2 separate regions of the Mus musculus genome follow, and region 2 is linked to region 1. Evidence: chromatin contacts called from public HiCAR-type data. All regions are on one chromosome and are shown on one strand. The core of a region is the stretch at or near the end of the contact, and the rest is flanking DNA. Distances in the headings are between cores, read along the strand shown.

What was found. HiCAR-type assays count read pairs that join an accessible place to other places.
Region 2: a contact with region 1 is called in a HiCAR-type map of astrocytes, with 4 times the contacts expected there. The contact joins two enhancer-like sites. A contact is called at or near these places in 12 of 39 promoter capture datasets (the C10 cell line, the HPC-7 cell line, cranial neural crest and 8 more), 10 of 484 Hi-C or Micro-C datasets (bone marrow-derived macrophages, cerebellar granule neurons, cerebellum and 6 more), 11 of 115 datasets of contacts at active chromatin or transcription factors (the 230-238 cell line, astrocytes, embryonic limb bud and 5 more) and 3 of 9 other capture datasets (adipose tissue, embryonic stem cells and liver).

The regions. Positions count from the first base shown.
Region 1 is chr2:91,281,982-91,289,457 of GRCm38.p6, forward strand. 1110051M20Rik (RIKEN cDNA 1110051M20 gene) reads right to left here. Exons shown (of 9, transcript NM_175123.5): 5 at 2,254-2,339; 6 at 484-679. Among named protein-coding and RNA genes, the nearest start is that of Arfgap2, 21 kb to the left of the region's middle. Within about 2 kb of position 2,945, at least 37 of the 459 cell types and tissues checked have an H3K27ac peak or open chromatin away from gene starts, as enhancers often do. A contact at or near this core is called in astrocytes, cortical neurons and neural progenitor cells, where this site is marked.
Region 2 is chr2:91,577,245-91,584,321 of GRCm38.p6, forward strand. Ckap5 (cytoskeleton associated protein 5) reads left to right here. Exons shown (of 44, transcript NM_001165989.2): 21 at 320-459; 22 at 791-965; 23 at 2,179-2,292; 24 at 3,866-3,994. Among named protein-coding and RNA genes, the nearest start is that of Snord67, 15 kb to the right of the region's middle. Within about 2 kb of position 3,842, at least 29 of the 459 cell types and tissues checked have an H3K27ac peak or open chromatin away from gene starts, as enhancers often do. A contact at or near this core is called in astrocytes, cortical neurons and neural progenitor cells, where this site is marked.

The DNA of each region.
Region 1 (7,476 bases), core at 1,695-4,194:
AGCAGGCCATACTGCAGACAGAGGCCTCCCTGCAGGAGCAGGCCATACTGCAGACAGAGGGCTGGTATGCTTACTGCTGTTCAGCTGGTGGAATTAGAGATGGAACATGTACTCTGCCACATCCCAACCCATAACTATCTTTTGTACAGGGAACATACAAGAGTGGGGAAGAGGACACTGCTACTGTCAGCTTCTTGCCTGGAGGCTGTGTCCCTCAAGGGCCTTTGTCCTATACAGGACAGTTTAACCTTCCCTTTCTGTGAATGTTTCTGTTTCAAATAGCCAAAGCTAGTCTTCCCTTAGAAAACCAGATACTTGAGCTAGTCTGTCCTCAGTGTGCTTTAGGCACACGTGGTTATGTTTTAAAATCATGACCATCCTGGGGCATAGAAACCCTGAACCAATCAAAATATTCTGCTAGAGACTTGTTCTCAGCAGCAACCTGATCTCCAGGGCTGAGGTGGGGCCTCTGCCCATGCCCACCTGTACTTGTGCCGGTCACACAGGTTTTCCAGGCGCTGATAGAACAGTGATGCTTCCACTCCATCCAGCATACCGGCATCACCCAAGGCAGGTCGTTGGCGGTGTTGCCCACTGGATGATGTTGGGACAATCACTGTATTGGGGTTTTTCCCAGATAGCAAGTCCTGATAGATGGCAGCCACACTCTCCAGGAATTCTGGTACCATCAGAATAGGAAGGAACAGTTTAGGCAAGGAGGTTGTATTTCATCTCTTCACCATGTCTTTGCTTCTTTGTGTCTCAGTCTGTCCAGCTTCAGTGTAGATGACAAAATACCTGGAGTGACTACTGCCCTCATGACACTTCCTGGCCTAGATAGGGACACCCTGAAGACTTGCAGAGCACCCTACTCAGTGACAGGTTTGCTATGTACTTACTTATCTGTTTCCTTGCTGGAATGTAAGCTCCTTGAACAATGGCGAGGGTCATGACCCGATGTTGTCTCCTGTCCCAGTGCCTAGTACTATGCTGGGGCACGTTACAGGCTATAAGGTTTTTTGTTTTTAAGAGAACACATGGACATTCTCACTGGCTAGCCCCACTTCATGAGGCCATCTGCTTCATGAAAATGTGCTGGAGGCTGCAGAGAGTATCATGTTACTGCCCAGGCTAGGCCTCTTTCAGTGTAATCAATATAACTTGAAAGAAAATAAAAAATATCATTGAAGAGGGAAGAGCCTGAGCCTTACAAACTGCTAATTTATTAATCACTGGAAGGTGAATTTGTTTTCCCAGCTTTGTAGGCAGCTGCTGTTGGTAAGCAGTGACTTATTGCCTGCTCTCAACTCAGAGCCCTGTAGGTTAGAGGTGGGGAATGCGCCCAAACATGGCTGCTCTTTTCCTAAGGTCTAAGGGCTTCAGAGAAATGAGATATAGATGCTGATGTTGCTACGTGGTGTGGCCCCAGGTTTAGCCCCCATCTGAACAGCCCTTGGGCTGCTATCAAGTAAGCATAATGTGGCACCCGAGTGCAGCCAAAGCTGACTGCAGGACTGGTTAGCAAGAAGGTGATCTCCACAGTCTAGAGATAGCGTTCTTTATGCCTTTCTTTATAGATGTAACAATTTTTAATTTGTACTCCCTCGCATTTGAGGTGCATACATATATATTTATTCATCTGTTTTTATTCCATTAAGTCAGAAGGGGCTTAAAGGTGCAACTGGAATGAACTGGGGAGCAGAATGGAAGTGTGAGATAGCGTGTGTGTGTCTTTGATTACAATCATGTACCATTGTGTCTGGTTTACTGTGTGTTTATTAAAAGATATGAGTATGGTTAAAAAAAAAAAAACAAGACAAAACAAAACAAAAAAAAAAAACTGGCCACTGGTGATCCAGGACCAAGGGAGTGGCTAAAAGCACAGGTCTGGGTTCGAACCTCTCTAAGCTTATCTCTTAGGACTAGTGAACAGACTAAAGTCCTCAGTGTGGCAGCAGGGAGGTAGTGAGCACTATTGGTGTCTGTACTGCTGCTATCACTTAAGTGGGTCTTTTTGTGCTGCTGACTGGAAGCATCGTGTTTATTCAGTATCCTTAGTAGGCTTGGCAGACTGCATCTTGTGACCACCAGTGCAAATCAGATATCCTGTTAGTGGGCCATGATGAAGCATACCTCTAAAGGAAGTGGGGATGGGAACTGCATGTGCCAGGCACACAGATGGAGAAAACAACAGGATGAGAAAGGGAAACATGGGCCCCAACAAAAGCCACATGAGGCCTGGAACATTCTCACCTGAGTAATAAAACTGGATCTGGAAGGCGAAAAGGAAATCTGAAAAAGACATCAGGCAGTCCATGGCATCATCCATGAGCACAATCCTGGGGGAGAGAGGAAGAGGACCCGAGAGAGAGCCTATGTTACATGTGTATGTTACTACACGTGTGTGCCTGAGAGGAGAGAGAAAGCCAGACGGACAGAGAAACATTATTCATCAACAAGTTGTTTCCAGGCCTCCAGGCTCCCTTGGGGCTGCAGCGTATTTGGGGAAAGGGTCCTAAAGCAACCTCCTCTAGTCACTTCATCCCTACCAATCCAGCTCTGTCACTGAGCGGCACTGAGCATACTACTCCAAGGGCAGGCTCCCAGGTCAGTCTCAGTGGCACCAGTCAAAGGAGCATGGGCAGAGTGGAGTGGAGGCAGCAAAGAGAGGGTGCAATTGTAATGCAGCCAAGATTTCCTTTCATATACTTAAAGCAGTAAATCCTTTCATTCTGCAGTGAGCACCATTTAGTTCTGAATAAATACCGCTGATCAGAAAAGGCAAAAAGAACAGCCAAGAGGTTTAAAGGGTTCTTGGCAAGGGGTGCTGAGATTTAATAAGCTACCAAATGGCCAGAACAGCAACAGGCACCTCTACTCTGGGACTCAGAAGGCAGACTGGGAGCGGGAGGTGGGGAGTGGACAGTTCTGCCCAGAGAATACACATCAGCTAGCGAGACCGTGGCAGTCACTGCAGGCACCCGCCTCTGCTCTCCCCACTGAGCACTCTCCAGGAGAAACCGTTTGGTTGTTAAAGAGATCACACTAAGGCCAAATCCGTACTCTGCTCAGGGATGTAGCTGAAGGGGGACAGGAAGAGAAGGAAGTTAGCACTTGCTGGGCTCCAGCCGTGTGCCAGGCAGAGCGCCAAACTCCTCTACTGGAGTGAAGCTGGGCCTCAAGTCTGTTTCTGACAGGGACCTTCTGGCTTTTTCTTTCTTTTTTACATTTTAAACTGTTTTCTTTTGCTTTGGACTATTTTTCTAAAATCTCTACTTACTTGAACCAGAAGGGTCAGGGTTTGGGATATATTCTCAAAGACAGAAAGAAGGTCCTAGGTAGCTGTAATAACAATAGGAGTGACAGGTACCATTTACTGAGCACCTTGCTCCACAGTGGGCGCTGCATTTAGCATTTAGCTACCGTCATTACATTTCACTGATAGCACCGTAAAAGTTGGGACTGGCTCCTTCCTTTTGCACATGAGGGGTTTTTGATCCTAAAGCCTAAACTTGTGAGTCTGTATGACTTCAAAGGCTGTGTGCTTCCATTAGGCCGTACTATTTCTTCTTAAAGAAGAAAGCAAGCCCGGTGTGGTGGCGCACGCCTTTAATCCCAGCAGTCAGGAGGCAGAGGCAGGCGGATTTCTGAGTTCGAGGCCAGCCTGATTTACAGAGTGAGTTCCAGGACAGCCAGGGCTACACAGAGAAACCCTGTCTCGAAACCAAAAAAAAAAAAAAAAAAAAAAAAAAGATGAAGAAAGAAGTCAAGTGCATGCCTTATATCCCAGCATGGGGAGGCAGAAGCAGGTAGACAGAGCTCTGTGAGTTTAAAGCCAGTGCCAGCCTGGTTTATATAGAGAGTTCCAAGACAACTAGAGTTATTTAGAGAGACCCTTTCTAAAAATAAGCAACAATGAAAACACAATAGAAACACTAGCATTAGCGTATAAATTAGATTCTAGGACTAATTTATATTCTTAGCCATATATATCTTAGAGCTTTAACTGCTTCTTTGTCTCTTGAGGAGAAGGAAAGCAGCCCTCTGCTATCCCGCTGGAAAAAATTGAGGTCAAAGTGGGAAGCAGCAACACTGCAAGGGCCACAAGAGGGCGCCCACGTCCCTCCGTCAACAGCTGCGAGACTACAGCTTCAGTGTTCAAAGATTATCTTCTCATTTTAAAAATTTTTTTCCCTTTTATTGGATATTTTGTTTACTTAAACTTCAGATGTTATCCACTTTCCAGGTCTCCCCTCTGGGAACTCCCTATCCTATCCCCCCTCCCCTGCCTCTATGAGGGTGCTCCCACTCCCACCTTCCCACCCTGGCATTTCCCTACAGTGGGGCATCGAAAACCCTCAGGCCCAAGGGCCTCTCCTTGCACTGATGTCCAACCAGGCCATCCTTTGCCACATATGTGGTTGGAGCCATGGGTCCCTTCATGTGTACTCTTTGGTTGGTGGTCCAGTCCCCTGAGTTCTGATATCCAAGGGAAAAACAAACCCCAAAACAAATTAATACAAAACAAAATGAGAGAAAGAGAGAGAGAGAGAAAGAGACAGAGACAGACAGACAGGAGAGAGACAGAGCGAGAGCACTGAGTGGATTCACTTCAGACATCTGACTGGGTAGGCAGTAGAGACAAGGGAGGGGCCTGGGGCTAGTGAAGATGCGCTGCAGAGGGAGAGGGCGCTCCACAGGAACACCCAGGGAGAAAGGGACACCTTGGGAGGAGAGAGAGGAGAAGCCTGTCCTTCCTGCTCTACCCCTGGAATGGCCAAGCCCCCTAGCAGCCAAAAGCAAATGGCACAGGAGAGTGCTGGGCTGGGCCTCACCCTCAGGAAATCTTGGCCAAAGCCTTGAAGCTTTCAAAGACGACAAATGCGTCTATCATTAACCTAGAACCTAGGGCTCATGCTGATAGTCATAGTTGGTTTGTATCTTTATTGATCATTATATTGTGATGTAATTAAAATACCATAAAGCCAACCCATTAAGGTTTTGGTTTTGTTTGTTTGTTTGTTTCTTCGAGACAGGGTTTCTCTGTATAGCCCAGGCTATCCTGAAACTCACTCTTTAGACCAGGCTGGCCTCAACTCAGAAATCCACCTGCCTCTGCCTCCCAAGTGCTGGGATTAAATGTGTTCACCACCATTGCCCGGCTCATTAAGTATTTAAGACAGTGTTTTAGTCTACTGAAAGCACCATGCAGTTATCACCACAATTGTGATGATTCTAGAAGGTACTTCTCTCTGTGTGCCCCCCCCCCCCCCCCGCATGCTCCTGAGGTGCATTCTGCCTCTCTGAGGCTCCAGGAAAATCCTGCCAGCACTTCTCTAGAATGTTAGGAAAATGACCTCTCTAACCCTTTCCCGGCAAAACAATATACTGGGTCCCCACCTCAGAACTGGCTCCAGCTTTCTGTCAGGCTTTTTTTTTTTTTTTTAAAGATTTATTTTATTTTTAGGTGTGTGTCTATGTGTTGGTATGTGCACATGAGTACAGGTGAGGTGTCTGCAGTCCAAAGGCCTTGGCGTTATGGCACTTGTGAGCTGTGGGTGCTGAGAACCAAAGCTAGGTCTTCTAGAAAAGCCCAAACACTCCTAATCATAGCCATCCCACTGGCCCAAGGGAGGCCATTCTTAATTAGAACGTTCGTCTCCTTCTGTTGCATTTGGTTTCAGGTTTTGCTGAAGTACAAATCAAATCCACACACATTCTGTACGCAGTAGCCACTCCTACCCTGCTGTGCAGCTAGCTGCTGGACTGTCGACCCGATGGCCAGGAAGATAACAGTTCTTATCTACTCCAGGAATTTGCTGCTCTTTCTAGGGTGGTTTTGCTGTTCTAGGGAGAAACACCTCAGAGAGTTTTAGCACAGTAGAATTTGTGGCCAAGAGGAATGTGCGCCTGTCACTCACCTTACCTAGTTAGGGGCAAAGTCATTGGGAGTATGAGCTTGTCTGCCTGTTGCTCATTGAATCGGTACCGGGCACGAAGATCTGAGCCTTGAATCTTTTCTGCAGTCTGTTGTCAGTACCTCTGGGGTTCCAAGAATTAGGCTTACATTTGAGTTACTGGTCATACTTGTGCCAGAAAGAGTTCTTGATCCTTCCTTTGGATAACATGAGAGACTTGAGGGTGGCCATGATGCCCAGGAGAAGGCAGGGGCCCTGCTGAGGAGAGAAACTCTGCAGACAGCAGAGTGAAGACGCCTCAATGGGGGCAGGGTAGCCTGCTGCGCTTGTTTTTTTTTGTTTTGTTTTGTTTTGTTTTTTTTAGGTTTGTTTATTTATTGTTATATGTAAGTACACTGTAGCTGTCCTCAGATGCACCAGAAGAGGGCATCAGATCCCATTATGGGTGGTTGTGAGCCACCATTTGATGGCTGGGAACTGAACTCAGGAGCAGTCAGTGCTCTTTTTTGTTTGTTTGTTTGTTTGTTTTTCGAACAGGGTTTCTCTGTGTAGCCCTGGCTGTCCTGGAACTCACTCTGTAGACCAGGCCTCGAACTCAGAAATCTGCCTGCCTCTGCCTCTCAAGTGTTCGGATTAAAGGTGTGCGTTGCTGCCGCTGCCACCACCATCTGGCTGAGCCTTCTCTCCAGCCCCCTGCCCTTGGCTTTTTGTTCCTGCTGTTTACTTGGCTGGGACTGCGATATGGTCAGAAATGCCTGTGGGCAAATGGTGGAGGCAGACAGGTACAGGGACATGACGCTGGGTGACAGCAGCACATGGAAAGGTGAGAGGTTTTCTCTATTGCCAGCAGTGGCACTGGGTGCCACAAACCCACCAGGCTAGGGAGGCTGTTCTTCTCTGCACTTCCCCTGGAGGTATAGAATAGACTAAGCAGGCAGGAGGCAGGAAGAGAGACATGGAGATGTGAGACAGTAGTGCATTAACAGCTGGTCTAAGGGGATCTTTGCCCTTGGGCTGGAAGACCTGCCAGATAACACCTTTCTTTCCTGCTTATTTGACTCTGGGTTCCAGCATGGCTCCTGCCACAGTTAAGGCGCTCACTCAGGAAATGCAGTTGAATGAAGGGATGGATGAATAGGAGAAAGGCCATATTTACTACCCTACTCTTTGCCCCTGGCCAGAGGACTACACTCAGCCCTGGAAAGTCCAATTAGGAAGAGAGTAGAGCCTGGAGAAGCAGGTCAGAATGACATGTACTTGGACAAGTGGCTGCATTTAGCTCTATTGTCTTGGTTGAGAAGCTAGGAAGAAGTCAAGGTCAGATCCAATTCTCATAGGACATCAGTGGACCTAAAAGTGAGCACTGGGAGGTTTTTATTCCAAGCTGGGACTGTGGCTGACTTGTGTAGGAGGGAGTCACCCAAAAGTTAGGAAGCTTGTATTTTCCCAAGAGCTGCTTCTGGCCCTGTCAGAGTGTCACTTGTCCCAACCATGGATGCAATATTGGCTTTTCTTACTAGAACTGGAGAGAAAAGCTGGCTGTCCAGAGGACTGATGG
Region 2 (7,077 bases), core at 2,592-5,091, 300 kb after region 1:
AATATAAGTCAAAAGACAATTTTGTGACTGGGAAGTCAAATTCTAATCATCTTCATAAAAAATAACTTGCGCTTTTGTCTCAATTAGGATCTAGCTAGCAACTAAAGTATATATTACAATATTGTCTAAATATTTTATGAGTTTGAATGAAATTCAGTGGTTGAACACTTGGTAGCATGCATAAGATCCTGTGTTCTATTCCCAGGACAGCCAAAACAAACAAATATTATGAAAAAATAAGAACCTTTTACATAGGCGCCTTCTCTAGACTCTTTGCTGCCGTTCTTCAGCTTCATTAGTTTCATTCTTGTGTGTGTAGATGCAGGGACAAAGTCCTCCCGCTCCAACGAGGGGAATTGCTAAGCACAGCACAAGTGCTACAGATGAAGGAGAAGATGGAGAGGAACCAGGTGAAGGGGGCAATGATGTTGTTGATCTTTTGCCGAGGATTGAGATCAGGTAGGTTTTATCCTGAGAAATTACTTTATTCTTTATGTTATTTGGATATTTGGGTTTAGGTGTTTGTTTGAGACAGTCTGCCTCAGAGTGATGGGATTAAAGGCATGTGCCACTATGGCCAGCTGTTTTGTTTGAGACTAGGGTTTTTACTATATAGTATAGGCTGGCCTTGAACCCACTGTCTTCCTGTCTTAGCTTCCTGATTGCCAAGTAGACAATTGTGCAGTATCATATTCTTAAAATCTTGACCTTTTATTAATTCAGTAAAGGGAGTTTGGGTACCATTATCTTTTAGGAATATAGAATTAGAATTATGCCTTCTGTTTTTCAGTGACAAAATTACTTCAGAGTTGGTGTCTAAGATTGGTGACAAGAATTGGAAGATCAGGAAAGAAGGCCTAGATGAAGTGGCAGGTATTATCAATGAAGCAAAATTTATCCAACCAAATATAGGTGAACTTCCAACTGCCTTGAAGGGTCGACTGAATGATTCAAACAAAATCTTGGTATGTGGACCATGTGCCTTTTCTTTCTCTTTCCTTTCCCTGCTGCTATAGAAGGTTCATTTTCATTGTGACTTTCACTAGCAAAAATGAGTGTTCATGTTAATTTGTTTTCAATTACAGAAAGATTCCTTATGTTTCTTATATGTGTCTCAAGATACAAGATTTATAAATGTCAGGGCTTTGAGGGGTGGTGAGGGGGTTCAAGACGAGGTTTCTCTGCATAGCATTGGTGGTCCTGGAACTTGCTCTTGTAGACCAGGCTGGCCTCAAACTCATCGAGATCCACCTGTCTCTACCTCCCAGGCACTAGAATCAAAGGTGTGCTCCACCATGAATAGCTTAAGAGTTTATTTCTTGTAGGGGTCCCTTACTAAATATATTTATGTAGAACTATTTTATATGTATATATGCCTGATTTCCATTTTCAATTTTTTCATTTAATTTTAAGATAGAGATCCATTGTGTAGTGAAGGCTGGCCTTGAACTCAATAATGTTGTACTCTCAAGCTACTCTTTCATCGTCCTCCCCAATGCTGGGATTATAGACATGCTCTATTTTTAATTTTTAGTTTTTTAAGAAAGCATAAGTTTATTTGTTCATTTATATGAGAGAAAGAGGGTGAATATAGAAGTCAGAGAACATTTTGTTAGGCCAGTTCTCTCCTTCCACCATACAAAGGTTCTGGGATTAAACTCCGATTGTCAGCCTTGATCACAAGTACCTTTGCCCACCACAAGCACCTTTACCCACAATGCCATCTTGCTGGCTCTAACTTTTATATTTTATTTTTATGTCAATATTTTTAAACCATAAAGTAAAATTCTAGTACTGTAGTTTTTTGAAAGATTTTTATTTTTTTGTCAGTCATGGTAGAGCATGCCTTTAGTCCCAGCACTTAGGAGACAGAGACAGGTGGGTCTCTGTGAGTTCCAGGCCATCCTGGCCAGCCAGGGTTGCATAGTAAGACCCTATCTCAAAAAGAAAGAAAAGAAGAAAGAATTTTGTATGTGTATATGTGTTTTGAGTGTGGGTATGTACACACAAGTGCAATACCCAATAAGAGGCTAACTTATTTATAGTTCCGTGTTAAAATACTATCATAGTATCTTTTAAGTAGTTCAGAAGTCTGTAATATTGACCACATAATAGCAATTGTAAAACTTTGTGCAAGTTTAATTACAGTTTGAACCTGTGTTGGATGTTTGTACTCAGGTGCAGCAGACACTGAATATCCTTCAGCAACTGGCAGTAGCCATGGGTGCAAACATCAGGCAGCATGTAAAGAACCTGGGCATCCCTGTCATTACTGTTCTCGGAGATAGCAAGGTAAAGAAGCCTCTTTCCAACATAGTCCATTCTACACTAAGGCAGCCGCATTCTTGGGGTAACTAACTCTGTTTTAGAGTTCACATAATTGCTTAAAATATTATAAAGATAGATACTGTTACCTTCCTGGCAGAATTGATATGATGACTAGATGTACCATTATTTAGTTTGTGATCCTTAAATAGTTACATACTCTAGGTTTAGTATCTTTATGAAATTTCTTTCTTAAAGAATTGAAACATATTTTAAAAAAAGATTTATTTAGCTGGGCGTGGTGGCACACGCCTTTAATCCCAGCACCTGGGAGGCAGAAGCAGGCGGATTTCTGAGTTCGAGGCCAGCCTGGTTTACAAAGTGAGTTCCAGGACAGCCAGGGCTACACAGAGAAACCCTGTTTCGAAAAACCAAAACAAACAAACAAAGAGATTTATTTATTTTATGTATATGAGCACACTGTAGCTGTCTTCAAACACACAGGAAGAGGGTATTGGATCCCATTACAGATGGTTGTGAACTACCATGTGGTTGCTGGGAATTGAACTCAGGACCTCTGGAAGAACAGTCAGTGCTCTTAACTGCTGAACCATCTCTCCAGCCCGAAATACTTTTTAATAATCAACATATTGATTATTTAGTTGAAACAATCATTTTTATTAAGATACATCTTAATGTACCTGTTTCATATAATATACATTCAATAAATGATTGCTATTTAGGATTATAATGTCATTAAGGTTTTGTTTTTAGTATTTCTTTGGTTGGTTTGGTTTGGTTTGAGAAGAGGTTTCTTATTTAAAGTTGCCTGTCCTGGAAATCTGTGTGTAGACCACACTTAGCTCAAGAGATTCACCTGCTTCTCTCTCCCAGGCACTGGCATTAAAGGCGTGTGCCACCACAACTGGCTTAAAGTTTTGACATAATGAATAAATACATCATTAAATATAAAGTTTAGATCTTGAAATAATATTCTACATCGTCCCACCCTGAACTACTACAACATGCTTTTCTAGTACTTCAGTTAGGTGCTAATAATTGGATCATCTCAGAAGTCATTGAAGTATCATTGAAGGCTGCAACTTTTTATTTAAATATTTGCCATAGGGTAAATATTTTAATGTTTCTTTACTTTTGTGTTATTGAGTTATTGACTTAATTTGAAAAATTGAGTCTTTTCATAAATCTTTATACTCTGTGAATGGAAGTCAATATTTAAACATATTCAAGTTGTTTGCTTAATTCTTAACAATTTGAGCCTCTAACATAGAATTTCATTCTTTAGCTTATAACATCATAAAAGTTCCCATGGATTCATAAAGCAAAATCTATTTATTATCCTTATACTATTTACCTAGATTATTATTTTACCTAATTGAGTATAAGATTTTTTTTTCTAATTTAGTGTTTTATATTTCCACCTTCTTTTGAAGTCTTTAGAAGAACCATAGCACCAGTTTCTGTTTCAGAGAAGATGGTTTAATTATGTCCATGGGGCCTTAACAAGGGAAGCCTCTGTTCACACTCACCCTCCCTCCAACTGTACTTGTTATTTTTGCCAATTCTCTTCTCAATTCAGAACAATGTTCGAGCTGCTGCCCTAGCAACTGTGAATGCTTGGGCAGAACAAACTGGCATGAAAGAATGGCTGGAGGGAGAAGATCTTTCTGAAGAACTTAAAAAGGAAAATCCCTTCCTGAGGCAAGAGGTTAGTACCATAAAGAATCATATGTTTTACTGATACCTTTTACTTCCTTAGATGGCCTCTATAATAACTATGTATGCATGGGAAGGGGGGAGTAGTTGAGATAGCGCCTCTCTATATAATTTAGCCCTGGCTGTCCTGGTACTCACTGTGTAGACCAGGCTGACCTCGAACCTTAAGAGTTTTGTCTACCTCTGCTCTGCTGAGATTAAAGGTGTGTTCTACCATGCCCAGCTTAACAAATTTGGTGGGTTACATCTATAATCCTGTTTCTTTGAAGGCTAAGGCAAGGAGGATCAGCAAAGGTTTGAAGCCAGCTTGTTTTACATAATGAATTGCAGACTAGCATGAAAACAGTTTCCCAAAAGAAAAAAAACTGAAACATAAATTTATAACAATAAGTAAAATGATACCAAATTCCTAGAGCTTTCTATTTTTGTGTTTTTGTTTTGTTTTTCATTAATTTTCCTTGTGAGTACATGAGCATATGAAGGCCAGCAGTCACTGTCCCATTTTAATATCGCCTCCACACCACCCTGAGGGCTGGGATTAAGACCACAGAGAACTTTTTTGCCTCTGTGCCTTGAATGCTAGGGTTAAAAAAATGCACCACAACTGGCCTTCCTTCTTGTTTTTTTTTAGATGGGTCCTTTCTGATCTGTAGCTCACAGATTCAGCCAGACTAGCGATTTCAGAGATCCTCCTGTCCGCCCCCAGCTCTGTTATAAATATGGACCACAGTACATAACTTTTAGATGGCGGCTAGGGATCTAATCTCAGGTCTTAATGTTTGTGGGATAAGCTCTTTTCTGGCTGACTGAGCCCTCTCTCCACCCTGCTTTTTGTTACTTTTTTTTTCTTTCAGGAATGGGGTGCAGTAGGAGAGTTGAGATAGGGTCTCAAATTGTCCATTGTGACGTCTAACTTGAATCTGGCTGAGGCTGGTCTTGAACTCGTGGTTGCCTGCCTCCGCCTCTCAAATTCAGTCCAACTTGTTTCATTAATAGTAACACTTTTGGCTGGAACAAAACGTAGTTGTTAGTGTCTGTCTAAATAAAGCCTAAAGTGGAACCCAGTACTTTGTAAAACTGAGCATGTTTCTAAGCTTGGCATTTGAGAAGTAGAAGCTGCCTTGATCTCAGATATCTATATCCTGGGATTCCTAGAAGATCTTTGGATGTGATCTCTTACCAGAGCAGTCATGTTATAAATTAAAATTCCTCTACATATGTGTAAACAAATGAGCATGCACACCCACGCACACATACATGTGTGTCTGTCTGTGTCTGTGTGCCTATGTCTGTGTATGTAACAATAATTAATGGAAAAGGTGAAGGAGAGGAGCATAAGAGGACTTGGAGGGAGGAAAGAGAAGAGAAATCATGAAATTATAATATCACAAAATAAATAATTTAAAATTTTAAGTAGCCACTAAACTAGAGACACAAAATTTTGAGTAACAGTGCAGAGAAGCCCTTAATCTTTAAAACCTGCTTTGTTTAAGAAAGTGAATAATGATAAATTATAAGACATGCATAAATATTAATACAATATGTAATCTGCTCTTGAATTTAATATTAGCACAAAAGACATGAATAAGATTTTCCCTCGCTGGACGAAGGGTTTCTCTGTGTAGCTCAGGCTGTCCTGGAACTTACTGTGTAGACCAGGGGCTGGCTTCAAACACTACTACCTGCCTGTGCTTCCCAAGTGACAGGATTAAAGGAGTGCCTAATTTAAGAATGATATGGTCAGTAAAGGTTAAGTGCTATTTAAGTTTGAAATTATGAAATAAAGTGTTCTTGAGGTAAGGATTTGGTTAGAGAAATAAGATTTTTCTTTACTCCCATTAGATATGTTTTTATATTTTTTTCTATGAGTAGATTCTCAGCTCTTTCCTGAAAGCTAGTTTTTTCTCTCATCCCTAACGTAGGGTAAGTTGTGAACTAATTATAATTATGAAGGTTTTTTTTGTCTGACTCCTGATTACCAGGCAAAAACAAAATTGGCTTCTTCAAAGGATCCAGAATCACCCTAGTAGCCAAGCCTCTGGGCACGTGTATGGGGCACTGTTATCTACATTAGTTAAACATGGGGCAGTTTGGCCAGTTGCCTTCCAATAGGTTGGAATCCTGGACTGAATAAGAGTTAGAAAGGGAGCTAAACACTTTATGGCTCTCTGTTTTCTTCCTTAGGATAAAATGTGATCATTTGTCTCAAGTTTCTGCTGCCAGAATGTCTCCACTATAATTGACTGTTGTCTTACACCATGAAACAAAATGATTATTTCCCTTTTAAGAAAATAGAAAAACAAAAAAAACCTACTTTTCTCTCTCTCTTCTTTTCTTTTCTTTTTTTCTTTTTTTTTTTTTTTTTTTTTTTTTTGGTATTTCGAGACAGGGTTTCTCTGTGTAGCCCTGGATGTCCTGGAACTTATTCTGTAGACCAGGCTGGCTTCAAACTCAGAAATCCTCCTGCCTCAGCCTCCCAAGTGCTGGGATTAAAGGCGTGCGCTACCACTGCCCTGCTCTTTTTTTTCTTTTTGTTAAACAAAAAACTTCTTAAAGGATTCCCTTTTTTGTGTGTTTGCATAGTATATAGTTTTCTGTTTGGGTTTTTTTTTTTTTTTTTTTTTTTGAGCCCTTAAATGGCAAATCAGATTTTAATCAGATTATAAAAATAGAGTTCAGCATTCAGAAATCAATGTATTCCTTTGTGCCAACAGACTATAGAAGAAACTTCATGTGATTGTATCAACTGATTTTTAAATAGTCATTTGTTAAAATATAATACTCATGGTGAAAATTCTCAGCTTGTTAGTAATTAAAAATTAGCTACATGAGGCTGGATGTGGTGGCACACATCCTTTAAAACTCTGAGTCCCCAGCCAGCCTGCAGAGTGAATTCCAGGACAGTGAGGGATACAAAGAGAAACTCAGTCTCCAAAAAAGAAAAATAGTAATACCATCCCATATGCTGTATGCAGATAACATAACTCTTTAGTCGTAAAACCAAGAAATCTACAAATAATTTCCTATTTAATCAGTGAGTTCACTAAGTTTGAAAGATACAAAGTCAACATATTT